Regions from separate parts of the Gossypium hirsutum genome. Here region 2 is linked to region 1. Evidence: chromatin contacts called from public Hi-C data. All regions are on one chromosome and are shown on one strand. The core of a region is the stretch at or near the end of the contact, and the rest is flanking DNA. Distances in the headings are between cores, read along the strand shown.

What was found. A called contact is a pair of places that touch in the nucleus more often than the background predicts.
Region 2: a Hi-C map of leaf shows a contact between it and region 1, with 2.7 times the contacts expected there. The contact joins the promoter of LOC107961996 here to the promoter of LOC107961989 in region 1. A contact is called at or near these places in 4 of 34 Hi-C or Micro-C datasets (callus and leaf).

Annotation. Positions count from the first base shown.
Region 1 is chrA06:116,539,436-116,546,893 of Gossypium_hirsutum_v2.1, reverse strand. It overlaps LOC107961989 (mediator of RNA polymerase II transcription subunit 21), which reads left to right and starts at 2,713. Exons shown (of 4, transcript XM_016898193.2): 1 at 2,713-4,529; 2 at 4,623-4,700; 3 at 4,789-4,840; 4 at 5,702-6,011. The coding sequence starts at 4,323. The coding sequence ends at 5,778. LOC107961988 reads left to right here and starts at 740. Exons shown (of 2, transcript XM_016898192.2): 1 at 740-858; 2 at 2,490-3,887. The coding sequence starts at 2,491. The coding sequence ends at 3,714. LOC107961987 (abnormal spindle-like microcephaly-associated protein) reads right to left here. Exons shown (of 18, transcript XM_016898190.2): 15 at 6,982-7,171; 16 at 6,565-6,790; 17 at 6,324-6,479; 18 at 5,991-6,225. The coding sequence ends at 6,126. TRNAR-UCU (transfer RNA arginine (anticodon UCU)) reads left to right here and starts at 545; the gene lies at 545-617.
Region 2 is chrA06:116,715,343-116,722,800 of Gossypium_hirsutum_v2.1, reverse strand. It overlaps LOC107961996 (lactoylglutathione lyase GLX1), which reads left to right and starts at 2,653. Exons shown (of 9, transcript XM_016898200.2): 1 at 2,653-2,908; 2 at 3,097-3,231; 3 at 3,323-3,447; 4 at 3,690-3,754; 5 at 3,835-4,047; 6 at 4,313-4,360; 7 at 4,480-4,587; 8 at 4,689-4,841; 9 at 5,140-5,431. The coding sequence starts at 3,116. The coding sequence ends at 5,181.

The DNA of each region.
Region 1 (7,458 bases), core at 1,464-3,963:
TGAGACCATAATTCAAATATATAATTTTTGCATCATTAATTAGAAATTAGTTACTAGAATATTTACACATATTTAACCCATTAGGTGATATATATATATATATATATATATGAGCATATGCAGTGTGCAAAGATATGAGCATATGCAGTGTGCAAAGATATGACAAGGAGATGGGAAAGACACAAGTATTTTAACCCAATACAAGGAAAGAAAAATGATAAACAAATCAAATATGTATATAAAGATATATAGGTGGATGTGATAGGATAGGTGTCTACAGCAGTAATATCAGCAATTAGATGCATTGAAACACTATGAAATAAAACATGTTGTGTTGCTCTCTAAGTCTTCCTATGTGCAGTAGCAATTGAAACACTATCAACAGCCATATCAATTGCTAAATTACCCACAATCTAGCTACGTTTATTCAAAGGGATACCCAATTGAAACACTAGAAGCTATTCAAAGTTGGCTTCTTTGTTGGGGTATAGCTTATTACACATACTTGGGGCAATAAGTAAATAATTTGGAAAGCGAAACAGAAGCGCCTGTGGCCTAATGGATAAGGCGTCTGACTTCTAATCAGACGATTGTGGGTTCGAGTCCCACCAGGCGTGAGCTGTTGTTTTATTATAGTTTTTGAGTTGTTTCAAATGGGCCCATTTCAGGCCCAATGAACCAAACAACTGCTCCAATGGAAATCTCGAAAAGTAAAAAAGGTACAAAACAATTAAAAAATGAGTAAAATTTTTGGTTTGCTTACTTACTTTACTGATTATTATTATCTTGATAATTGATCTCACCCACCATTTTTTTCACTCAGCTGATTTGGATTTTAGAATCTCCAACAGAACAAAGGTACAGTATCCTTTCTTTTCTTTCTTTCAATTTAAATACTGTAGCTTTTGTGGAAACATGGCGTTAACAATTTTGTTTTAAGTGAAATAAACACAATTCAATAGTAATTTGTTTTTCTTTTATATTATTGTATTTGGGATTATTTTGGGTTAGTTCATAACTTAGCTGAAAAAGCCTCAGATTCATTACCCTCTTTAGATTGTTAACAAATAATAAAATAAGATGGTACTTTCTTTGATTTCTACCCCATTGAAAAAATCTGAGATACTTGAAATGTGTCAAAAAAGCTGTATTTTCTGTTTTTAAGGTTATGATTAAGGGCTCAAAACAATGTTGTTTTGTTGCAAATGGGAAGTTTGCCCCCTTCGAATGTTTTTCGGATTCGAGTTTCGGGTTTTATGTCTGTTATGCACAGATATTAGAACTGTCTGTTTCATCCTTGTTTTTTTTTTCCTTAAATATATGACAACATTGTTGTTTTCTCAAGTCTCAATATCCTTTGATAATATGAGAACTTGGGATAAGAAATCATCGTTTAAAGTTTAAAATGGGGATTTGCTTAGCATTTTCAGTGGCTGGTATATTGCTGCATGCACAATTTAGACAATCAAGCAAAACCTATGGACTTGAAAAAGACTTTAGCTCTGTGTCAGAATTTCTTGTATCTGCTTACACATCCTTGACAAATCATGTCTGTATTTTTATCTTATCCCAAAAATTGTTCCAGAAAATGACTGTTCTCTTAGGCTTTGCTTGGTAGAGTGGAAAGAAAATTGGAAAGATGGAAGATTGAAGGGGTAGAAAACTAGAGGGATGGAAAACATAATTTTTCTTTCCATACGTGTGCTTGGTAGGAAAGATGAAAAACTGGATCCATTGCTTGGTAGAGTTGAAAAATGAAAGGAAAGCAAATAAAATTTTTGAAAAATATATAATTTTGATCTAACAGACACCTCTCTTGCATTTTCTCTCCTCTCATCTTCCCTATTTGGAAGGATTGGTTTCTATGCATTAGGATGGAAATGGTCATCTCTCCTATTTTTCTTCCTCACTTTTCTTCCCTACCAAGCACACCCTTAGAGATGGCAAGGTCTTAGAGATCCTGATATCCATAGCTCTTATTTTGTGAGCTTTTGTTCCAACTGTTTGTAGCATTAGCAACACCTATCATGAATGTATATTGCCTGCTTAGCTGTACAAATTTTTCGGAACCATCGGTGTAAGATTGAATATGACAAGACATGTCATAATCAAATCTATATCCATCAGGTTTGTTCTTGGGTCTAACTATATGGCATTTAGCACTTATCAATATTGAAATTTTAGACCAGAAACTGACTCTACTCCAAGAAAGACACTTACCTAATGCACCAATAGGTGGTCATCTTATGTTAATAATGATCTAGAGGGTCTTTTGTTATAGTTTGGTACACTTGATTCTTCTGAAATATGGTTGATTAGTATGGCAAAAGAAGCGGTATCTTGATCAACAACAAATTTGTATGATTTTTCTAATGCACTCTGTTCTTATTTGCTCATTGCAATTCTTTTCTGATTGCTAGTAAACTCGAAAAGCTTATTGCAAAAAGAATTATGATAAGATGGTATAAATTGTGCATCCATCTTTGCAGGATGAGCAGCAAGAATCAAGGGGTAAGCTTAACTTCCTCAGCAGAAACCCCTATGAAGCGGGAACGTGGGGACTACACACCTGCAACACCTGAATCTGACAATCTGAAGAGAAACAAGCAGAGTGAGTGGATAAGTGACCCTGCCTCTTCTGACATGTTAGGTCAGATGGTTTCTGGTGTTATTGAAGGTTCATTTGATGCTGGGTATGTTCTTCATGTTAAGGTAGGTGATACCAACACACATCTTAGAGGTCTTGTTTTTCTACCGGGGCTATTTGCTCCCATTACCAATGCGAACGATGTGGCTCCTCATGCTAAGATGCACAAAAGAAAAGATATTCCTATCCCATTTGTAAACCTCCATGGTCATCTCCATGTTTTGAGTCCATCAGGGAAAAGTGAGAAGCCGGTTGAGCAAAAAAATGACGCATCTAACCGTCATGACCGAGGTCTACACATGGGGCTTGAGCCTGGTGCCTCGGTTGCTGGTGAGAGCCAATTTGCTTCTATTCTAATTCCTCCAGCTAGTAACTTGCCAATAAATGAAGCTGGTCTTCCCTTACGACAAAAGGTCATGCAAGAACAAAGCTCGGATTCTGGATTACATAATGAGAAAGCTGTTGGACAGCATCAGTCACTTCAGGGATTTGAAGCCTTCAAACAGATGAAAGGGCCAAGTATTAATGTAGAGGCAACTAAAGCTTCTGAGCTATCTGCAGAATTTGCTGCTACTTTGCAAGCTACTGAAACAATAAATCTGAAGCCTCAGATTCAATACAAAGCCCTGAGTTCTGAGCTTAAGCCGCAGGCATTGATTCATGATCATGACACGATAAGCCTTGACATTGGCAACAACCAAACTCCCCAAATTTCTGAATCTGAAACTCAGGCCATGGCTTGTGACGCTGGAATCAACATGTTTGGTAAACAGGCTTCATCAAGGCAAGACACCCAGTCAGAGCTTGGTCAGAAGTACATGGACGGATTATTTGCTAGTGATGATGTTACGACTAGTGCAACAGCTCCATGCTCTGCATCCATGACTGGCCTACCAGTAATGATATGTGGGGCAGATACTATTCCATTTGAACCCAAGTCTGGTGCCGAAGAATCTGTTCTTCCAACAATGGTTGTCCCTGAAGTTAACAGTTCCCTAGTTACCACTGCCAACACTTACAGTGTGGAATCCAATGCCAAAGATGCCACTCCACCACCACATTCTTAGGTTTTTCGAGTTACAAAAATAGAATGAGGCTTGCAAGGCAAGGCTTGAAAGATGGGCAGTGAATGTCGTGACCGAGAATAGTTGAGAGAGTTTTTAAGGCAAATGCTTAATTTAGGTACTATTTGTCTCTAATTTGGATTATTTATGATTGTGACGGAAACTCTTTGCAGTCTTATGACTTGGTTTCTAGTTCCATTCCCATATGCTTCTATTATATGGCAAAAAAATCAGCAATCAAAACCCAGTTATTAGAAGGAAAATCTCCCAAAACAGGATAATTGATTCAACATGGTGCAACGAATAAACAAATGGGTCTAGTGAGGCCTTTTTCTTTTGATCAAACAATTCCAAATCCATGGGGTTTAGGGTTTGAAACTATACATAATTTCGTGGGCCAAATGACTCCCTATTTTTAACCTACTTAAGCCCATGTGATTTTTCCCCTTCGAGGCTGGCTCCCTACTCAAAGTTGAGCTCCCCTTCAAAGTTGATACTTTACCTGCATCCCGTCTTTGGGTTCTCAGATTTAAGCAGTTTACGAAGCTCCAAGATCGAATTTTCTGAAAGTTAAGATTCGTAAGATTTGAGTTTTTTCTCGCGGTTTTAAGATGGATATCATTTCCCAATTACAAGAACAAGTAAATTCTATAGCAGCCCTAACTTTCAACACATTTGGGACACTGCAACGAGATGCTCCACCCGTTAGGCTCTCCCCTAATTACCCAGAACCCCCTTCCAATCCCACCGAGGACTCTGCCAATTTCGCCGATCAACCTAAGCTCATGAGTGCTGCTCTTGTTAAGGCTGCTAAACAGGTCAGAATTTCTGGGAATCAATCAGTACTCTAATTACAGTTAGATCCCATGTGGGGATGATATTAGTGATTATTGCTCCCGGTATTTCCACAGTTCGATGCATTGGTTGCTGCACTTCCACCTTCAGAAGGCGGTGAAGAAGCTCAACTTAGAAGGATTGCTGAACTCCAAGTAATATAGTTTGTTCAATAATGTTGTTCGTTTTAAATTAGTTGTTGGAATTTTCTGTTTTCATTTTCATTTTACCCCTGTTGTCTAGGCTGAAAATGATGCTGTAGGCCAAGAACTTCAGAAACAACTGGAGGCTGCTGGTACCTTTCCCCCATCCTTTTTACATTCTTTTTTATGTAGACTTGGCTTGGGAGTGAATGTGTAGATTTGCTTTTCCAAGTCCTTGAAAAGCTATATTCCCCGAATCCAGATATGCATTGAGTAGTCGTGTTGTAGCAACATAATCATCTTCCATCTTCTTATAGATAAATAAGAGAGTGAGTTAGGCTGCGCATTTTCAATATATGTTTGAGCAGTGGCTAAGGGCCAGTTCTTTATTGCTTGCTTTTGAAAAGTTACGTGGAGAAGTGCTTTTTGAGAAGTACTTTTGAAAAATGCTTTGGAAAAATTTATGTTGTATGCAAGACATAGGATGTTTGCTTCATCTCTCATTCCTTTAAACTTTCAGTTCATTTTGATCTACTAGTATTTGTGTTGTTTGGTCAAATTCAGCTATTAGACTTTGTACTTTGCTTAAGTTTTGGATTTAGTACTTGGTACTTTTTCGAATTTTGAAATTGTAGTCTTAACAGCAGTTAAATCTGTTTGGTTAAATTCTACTATTAGCCCTGAATTATGCTTAAAAGTTGTAAATTTAGTCCATGTTATCCGACACAACCATTTTTAGTCATTACATTTTTCAAGTTTCAAATTTTCAATCTTAATGCAAACTTCAGTCATTAAATCTATTAATTAGTTTTCTTTATTTTGAATAATATGTTAAAATAGCAAGCTGACATGGTATTACACATGCAATAACCTATTTGCCGCTTCAAAATTTTAAAATAGCAAATCAAAGTACAGGGACTAATAGCAGATTTTAACCTATGTTGTTTTTTACCTAGAGAAATTAAGCTCCCCAGTTTAAAGTTCTAACTATCTGTATGTTATTTCCTTACCAGAGAAGGAACTGAAACAGGTTCAGGAGTTATTCAGTCAAGCAGCAGATAATTGTCTCAACCTGAAGAAACCAGATTGAATTCATTTCCTTGAACAATCCCTCCTTCCATGTTTAATTTTATTGTCTTTATATTTGTTTAATCCTAGGTTTCTAAAGGTTTATTTATATACTCAAAAGTTTGTACAAAATGTTCCACCTGGGCTTTTGATTCTCTGCACTAGAATTCAATCAAATTACTCTTTTATGTTTGTGAAAAAACCATGTTTACTGTTCCAATAGCAGTGTCAGTGTGCATCTAACAATTCAAATCATATTCATTTGCAAAGAATAGAATCTGAATCAGTCACACATACAACAACAAACACAACCTTTGCATTGAGGATGCAAATCAGTCACATATCAACATTTGCTAACAGATACGATAATTACTGGATTCGATAACCATTTGTTATCAGTCTAAGAAGTTGGACTGCCTTCTTCAATCTTCTATCTGTGTTCTCTTTTAGGACAACAGTACGAGGATTCCTGTAGGATAAGAAAACGTCAGTTGTAGGTCATTTTTCTTCCAACAAGAGACATGTTTCTAAAGGGAAATTAGCTTTTATAGTAAAAAAAAGTCTGACCTTTTTTCAGTGTTCAATTTCCTTGTAAGCTCTTCAACAAGAGTGTGTAGTCTCTTCAAAAGAGCAGGAAACTTGTGTACAGCTTTCACACCTTTCGGATTTGAACATATCTTCTTCAAGATCTCGGAAGCAATAAAGTAACCTTCTTCCTTGTTCCTGGAAATATGTATATTATAACCAAATCAGGAACAAAACAACATAAGATGTACCATTTTCTGATTAAGTTGGAAAATAGGAAAACCTGAGCATCTCCCATAAGATTATCTCAACTGATGGAGGAGTGTCGATTAACACTTCGGCCAAATGGGGATATCGGGCTAAGTTTCTGAGGGTTGAGAGTGCATGCTTTAGAACCTGCTGATCAGGGATGCTTCGACTGGCTGACCGAATCTGTTTCAGTAGAATGCCGATTGCACCCGCAGCCACAAGTTCTTCACAGCATTTCTGAGAATGGGCTGTTGCCATATCTGCAAATTGAGTATAATCATAAGCATGTAGATTCAAATCTCATTTTAGCTTTATCAAACTAGCCTCTGCTCATTAATAGGTGCCCTTTATATTCGATCATATTATTTTAGTGTATGTCAAATCATGATGATTATATTTTCATCTATGTTGATCCGACTCTTTATTTTCTTGAATATATGGAAAAACATACCCAAGGTCTCACAATGGTGAAGAATGCCACTGATGCTTTTCATGCTTAGTAGTACTGAAAGTGCTGATAAAAGCCTGTTAATAATACGTTTGCTATCATCAACGTTCTTAGCAGACTCCACCATTCTCAAGCGTAAATCCTTTAGCTGCCCTCTCGATTCTTTCCGGGCAACATAACCTTTCCAATGAGACTACCAAATTCACAAGGAAAAATGAAGTAGAATAAATTTACTTAAAATTGGGTAAGACATGCAAGTGAACATTCAAAGAATATATATTAAGCACATTAGCAAAAGGATGCGTATTGATTAAGCCAGCAATTTTAACTAAATGTGCCATAGTTCCAAATATAAACCAAGCCAAATATTTAGTGCAATCGATTGTAACAAGTAGAAACATCTTATTCTTATAGAGATATATCAGTTTGACCATAGGATGAAGGCAGCTTAAGAAATACGAGGAAACTTCATAACATAAA
Region 2 (7,458 bases), core at 1,404-3,903, 180 kb before region 1:
TTCTTTAATTCTTTTATGCTATATTATTTTATTAACATAATATAATATAAATATCATATATTAAAGTATCTTTTACTTTAATATTAAGTAAATTAATAATTATATAGTAAATTAATAATTATATAACAAGTGTACATATTTATATTATTACAAATGTCATTATCTAATTTGCTTATCAAATAAAAATCGCATGATTTAATTAATACAATTAATAATTATAAAATATATTTATACTTAAATTATAAGTAATTAAATATTTAAATTACAAATGTACCAATACAATTCTTACACATGTATATTTTATTACCATACAATTGTCTTCTATTTAATTTATTTATAATATATTATCAATTAAATAATCATAATAATTTAATATAAAACCATAATAATAATCATTATAATATATAAACCTAAAAAAATCTTTGATTTTATTTCACCAATATGCCGCCTCAATTGCAGTCAATGGCTTAATTGCCATTTTAATCCTTTTTATATTCTATTGTTTTATAATTAAACTTTTACCCTTTATTCAATTTAATCCTTTTTATTACTTACTCTAAATTTAGCTAAATTCACCTAATTAAATCCTAATTAGACACACCACTAGGCTCATAAATATTTTTAATAATTATTTTCGAACTTATTTCACTAAGATGGAGGCCCTATAACTCACTTTTCCGGTGCCCATGAATTTTGGGTCATTACAGAGATTCTCAAATATAGACAAGCATGTAAATTGTACCTAAGTCAGAAATGGTACATTGAGAAAGCTCTTCGCAGGTTCAGTATGTAGAATGCCAAGTCTTTTAGTACTCTATTAGTAGCCCACTTCAGGCTTTCATCAGTTTTGTGTCCGTAATTAGATTATGATATTGATTACATGGCATGTGTTCCATATTCTAGTGTAGTGGGATCTTTCATGTATGTTATGGTTTGCTCACGTCTAGATTTTTTATATGCAATTAGTGCAATTAGTAGATACATAGTGAATCTCTGTAAAGAACACTGAAAAGTGGTTCGCTGGATTTTTAGATACTTAAGAGGTACTGTTGATGTTTGCGTATAGTTTGGAAGAACTAGATATGGAGTTATTGAGTATGTTGATTCTGATTTTGCTGGAGATCTTAATAAAAGAATATCTCTCACCGGGTATGTCTTTATTATTGGAGGTTGCGCAATCAGTTGGAAAGCCACTTTGCAAACTACAGTTGCTTTGTCTACTACTGAAGCTGAGTACACGACAATTATCGAGGCTTGTAAAGAAACTATTTAGTTAAAAGAACTCTTTGGTGAACTCAGTAGAGACCTTCAGATCAGTATAGTGCTTTGTGATAGTCAGAGTGACGTCTTCCTTTCGAAAGATCAAATGTTTCATGAGAGAATAAAGCACATTGATGTTCGGTATCATTTTTTGCGTGATATTATTGTTCGTGGTGATATTGTTGTGAGCAAAGTTAGTACTCATGATAATCCTACAAATATGATGACTAAGTCACTTCCTATAACCAAGTTTGAGATTGCTTGGACTTGGTTAGTGTTCATTGTTGAAGAATACCTTTAAAGGGTTTTGTGAAAGATGTGGAGAACTTGTTCATTGAGAGTTTGTGATGAAGAAATTGTTCGTTGAGAATTCATGTCAATATGGAGATTGTTAGAGTTGTACAACCCAAATTCTAAGAGATTATTTGCAAGTCAAGTTAAATAAAGTATATTTTCTTTCTAGAAGATCTTGTATTTATTAGCATAATATATTTAGCATTTATTAGCATAATATATTTGACATTGATTAGAATTAGGTTTTTTTCAACCTCTAAATAGATGTAGTCGAAACTCACCTTGTATCATTCGAATTCAACACTTGTTAAAGAAATAAAATGTAGTAGCAAAATAAGGGGATCTGTGTATGGACCATGATGCACAAGTAGAATTCGTATAGAACTACACTTCTTCTATTTGACATTGATTAGAATATGATTTTTTAACCTTTAAATAGACGTAGTCGAAACTCTTGTTGTATATGTTTTTTAACCTTTAAATAGACGTAGTCGAAACTCTTGTTGTATCATTCTCTTTTAAAATTAGTGAATTTCTTCTCATTTGCCTGTGATTTTTTCCCGATAGAGTTTCCACATAAAATCTGTATGTTCTTATTTTTATGATCATTCTATTACCATTATTGACGTTAGTTTTAACAAGAAAAATTATTATTAAAAAGATCAATTTACTTTTTAATTTAATAAATAATGATTAATTTTTTAAATTTTTAAGTAAACTAGACAAAATCAAATCTAATTTTTAATATAATAATCTTCGTGATTTGCTTTCTTCTCTCTTTAGTTTATTTTGCAATCCATCAATTTGTAATAAGATATTATATTAAAAAGAACAAGCAATCATTTTTTATTTTATCAAAGTAATTGATGATTTAAAAAAATAAATTTTTTTATTTTTTAATGTATATATTAGAATGAACCCAATAATTAATTTTCACTCTTATGAAAACTCATTAAAAATTAAATATTAGCAAAAAAATTCTAAAGCTGCTCAATACTAAAAAAAATTGAGAATACTAATTTTTTTTATTCAATAGGTGGTAATGATTTGGATATCGCCACGTTTCCATATTAATATCCGTTAGTGATTTAGACTTCCGTATTAACTCCCAAAATTGTCTAGAACAACAGTTGGCGTTTTTAACAAGAAGAAAAGCACATATCTGATTGGTTGGCTGAAACTACTTAAGAGACGTGTTTGTCGGTTATATCACCACTTTGTAACTGTCATGTTACATTAGTGAAATAAAAATTAAAAAGTTTATAAATTTGTCCCAATGTTGACACTGCGTTATACAGGGCGCTTCACTCCCACTCACTCCCACTCTCACTCTATTTTTCTCTAGTAATTGCTGGTAAGTTCTTCGATCCAAATTAGGGTTTCTTTAATTTGGGTTAGGGTTTAGTTTTTTTTTGGTTTTGATCTATATTTGTAATAAGTTTTAGCTTTGATCTTTACTTTAAAATTGAAAAATGAAATGAAAATGATATTTTTATTATGTAATTTCTATTCATTTGGTTGACTTTGCGAATGATTACACAGCAATCGGATTTGTTGAAAGATGGCTGAGGGTTCAGCTGCAGTTCCCAGCACTGAGTTGTTGGAATGGCCGAAGAAAGATAAGCGTCGGTTCCTTCACGCCGTGTACCGTGTTGGCGATCTTGATCGTACCATCAAGTAACATTTGCTTTTTTTATTTCTAGTACTATTGATGTTCTTAAATTTTCACTTTCTTTTTGAAGTTTTAATGCTACAAATTTGTATCTAGGTTCTACACTGAGTGTTTTGGGATGAAATTGTTGAGGAAAAGAGATATTCCTGAAGAGAAATACTCCAATGCCTTTCTTGGGTTTGGCCCAGAGGAGTCTCATTTCGTTGTTGAGTTAACTTACAGTACGTTTATGTTTTCCTTGTATTTTTATAGCGAAATATTTACTGCAAATGGCTTTTGTTATATCTGTAATGCTTGGAGCTGGCAAATTTTTCTTTTTGTCAAACAGTTAAAATATCGATTCCTTTTATTCAATATATGTTATAGATATCTGCTACATCTATTGTGGCATACTTCGCTACTGTTAATCTAAAGTGTAAACTTCTTTGATCTCTGAGTTAAAAGCTTTTATTCTTCTCTACAGATTATGGAGTATCATCGTATGATATTGGAACTGGTTTTGGGCATTTTGCAATTGCAACACCTGATGTAAGTTTCAAACATTTGGATAGTCAAACAAAAGATTCATTGAGAATGCTGATATATATATATCCATTTTTGTATTTTAGGTCTACAAAATGGTTGAGGACATCCGTGCAAAGGGTGGCAATATTACAAGAGAGCCTGGTCCAGTTAAAGGTGGATCCTCTGTTATTGCTTTCGTGAAGGATCCTGATGGTTATATTTTTGAGCTCATCCAAAGAGCTTCTACTCCTGAGCCACTCTGTCAAGTAATGCTTCGTGTTGGGGATTTAGACCGCTCTGTTAAGTTCTATGAAAAGGTAGTGCAAAGTAAAATAACCTTTTTCTTGACTTTTGTTTCTCTAACTAATCTTATTGTTCAATTTGACCGCAAATTCATTGTGCCTAGACTTTGAGTGCATGAATCACTTAGATGAAAATTTTATTTATTGGAGAATAGTCAATTAGTCATAAGCAGTCTTTGGATCTAATTGATTACTGGTGGTTAATGCTCCAAACTTTTTTTTTTTCTTTTTTCTTTTGAGTTGGTAATGGCCTTGCTTTTATACATCTATTTCTTTGCAGGCGTTGGGAATGAAGCTAGTAAAGAAGGTGGATAGGCCTGAATATAAGGTAAATTCTGTCCTACTTGGCTTTTTCTATTCATATTATTAGCTTAGAAGGATATGTAAAGCTTATCTTCTAGCTGCAGAGGAAGCCTAACTCTGGTTTTTGTTGCGTGTGCTTGACAGTACTCCATAGCTATGATGGGGTATGCAGAAGAACATGAGACTACTGTTCTTGAGTTGACTTACAATTACGGAGTGACTGAATATACCAAGGGAAATGCATATGCACAGGTCTGTTTTTAACTCTATACTTAGCTATATCCTTGCAGATAAAAGTCTCTGTTACTACTGATTCCATTGTCCTTTTTGGGTGACTATTTTCCTTATTCCAGGTTGCTATTAGCACTGATGATGTATACAAAAGCGGTGAGGTTGTGGAACATGTTATACAAGAGCTTGGGGGAAAGGTTACTCGTAAACCGGGGCCAATTCCTGGGATCAACACTAAAATTACCTCTTTCCTAGATCCTGATGGCTGGAAAACTGTAAGCTTTTAGTACTACTGCAACTTCTCCGTCTGCACTATTTTCATGAGAATTTGTAAAGAATAATAGGTTATGATGGCTGAGTGATAGATTACAAGGAAGAATCATAAATAGGAATCAGGAGAGATACGATGGCTGAGTGATAGATTATGAAAACATATGGTCACGGCGCATCCATGTCTCAACCAAACTAGATCGTGAATTAGAGCATAGCATAAAATGTTTTGAGTGATTCGTGTTATAAGAAGCCTTTTTTATGTTGACAAGTTTATAATATGGTTATGCTTTGTTTCTGCAGGTTCTGGTTGACAATGAGGACTTTCTGAAGGAACTCAAGTAGGCACTAAAAAAGAGTAATGCTACTATATGAATAAATCAGTATCTTGTTGTGTAAGCGAGCAGATATGTCTGTTAAATATGATATTTGTTATGCTACCTGGACCATTTCCCGCTTGTATCAGTTGTGGATTCTAGTATGTCGCATAGCTATCAGCAGGTTATGCTTATGATTGATGATATTCACGATTTACATCCCTGTTTTTTAGATGTGGTCAATAAAAAGACGCACTTGGACCGTCATGCCTTGATAATGTTATAGTCCAAATCTGTAAATTATACAGTTGGGATGATCCATTGGGGCATCTCTGCATTTCTTGTCTGATAAAATGAGGCTTGTGCAAACGATAGGAAACTAATGGAATTAAAATAGGGCAAATTATAGCAACAGTTAATCAGTGTTGATGCAATCGACAACACAGTCACTCTGTTTTCAATTTAGACATTCAATTTTCAAAAAGTAACAAATCAATCCTTTTAACTATTTTCAGTTATGGCATTTAATGGGCTCCTTGCTGTCATTAATCAGCCAGCCTGAGGGTTAGCATCAGTTTAAATAGTCTTAAATTAAGTATTAGAAAAAGAAGAAGGGGAAAAGAAGAAAAAAAAAGAGAAGAGAAAAAGAATAAGAGAAAAAATAGAGATGCCGATCATAATTCGGGTGTGCTATTTTAAAAACCCAGCCAATTTAAAGAATTAGGTTTTGGTGTGCTATTGTGGAAATCCAGCCAAGTCAATTTAGACCTAGGTAAGTCAATTTAGACCTAGGTTGTTGGGCCCTTTAGGTTGGAAATGCAGGTAATGACACTAAAAATCTGGTCCCTGACGATATAAATTGTTGGCAAACGCCTGAAGACATGAGGTACAAGAAGCCTGTTTCAGTTTGTAATGAGACAACTTCTGATTTAGCAGGGGAAATTGTTGCAGCACTATCAGCAGCTTCAATAGCATTTAAATAAGAGAACGAATATGCACAAAGATTGATTAAAAAAGCAGAGCAGATATATGAGATCGATTAAAAAAGCAGAGCAGATATATGAGATAACTGCAAAAGAAGATCAGATTCACAGCCATAACTTACACCATCATTGATGCTTGTGGAGGCGAAGCAAGAAAGCTTTACGGATCATCCGGGTACAAAGATGAGTTGGTCCGGGCCAGAACTAGGTTGTTCTTTGCCACAGGGAACCGTACTTTTCTCGACTATGCCACCACAAACTTTGCTGCAGCAGCTGACGATGAAACAACGACTGACAAAGGGATCTTCGATTGTGCTGAAGGTGAAGATGGCTACACTCTCAAGATCGAAATCCTAATATACTTTTGGGAGCAATGGTAGCCGGACCAGATCAATTTGATGACCTCTCTGATGAAAGGGAGAAGACATGGTTCACAGAACCGAGCATAGCGGGCAATGCTGGTCTAGTTGCACCACTCATTGCACATCATGACCATCCTACTCGATCTTCTGCTTCTAATGGCCCTAATTTTGGCCTGGACATTGTGGGAATCTTTGAAAAAGTTCATTTGGATTCTTAAATTCATTAACCACTTTGTACTTTGAAAATAGTTGACATTCTCCCTTGTAATTACAAATGGATAAATGCACGAGATGGTAATTAGGGTTTTTTCGCAAGAGAAATGCTTAGGCTCTACATCTATCTCCACTTTTGCAGGTCCCAACAATGTCATTTATGGTATGAACCACATTGTATACTAAAATTTGCAGCGCAAGAATGAGGTAAAAGACAAAGCAAACAGCACATTCTTTGAAATTCCTAATTTCTGAAGAAAACATTTTAGATTATGGAGCCTAGATAACTAAAAAATAATCATGAAAAAGCAGTAAAAACAGCATAAATTCCAACTAAAAACCATTAAAAATGCCAAATAGAATAAAAACAGACCCCTCCCATCTTACAAAAACAGTTGCATATGCAAATAAACACGAAAAACCAGTTCATTTTACCCAAATAGAAAGCTTCAAGATAAGCCCTGCTGCAGATCATATAAAAATTCAATTCATCATCACTGCAAGTTAGCAACTAAAATACTTGAATTAGTTCACTTTCCAAAAGACCTGAACATCAATTTTGACCAGAATAAAATGATAACAGTTAAGGCCATGCATCATTTCCAAAGGGGGGAGCTTCCTGTCAGTTCATTCCATTTTCTCATATGGAGCATACTCTTGGTTACATTGCGATGAGGAAATAGCAGATTTAGTCCAGACAACATCAACTGCTTTTCTTCTATTAATCATTGTGGCCCAGAACCCTAA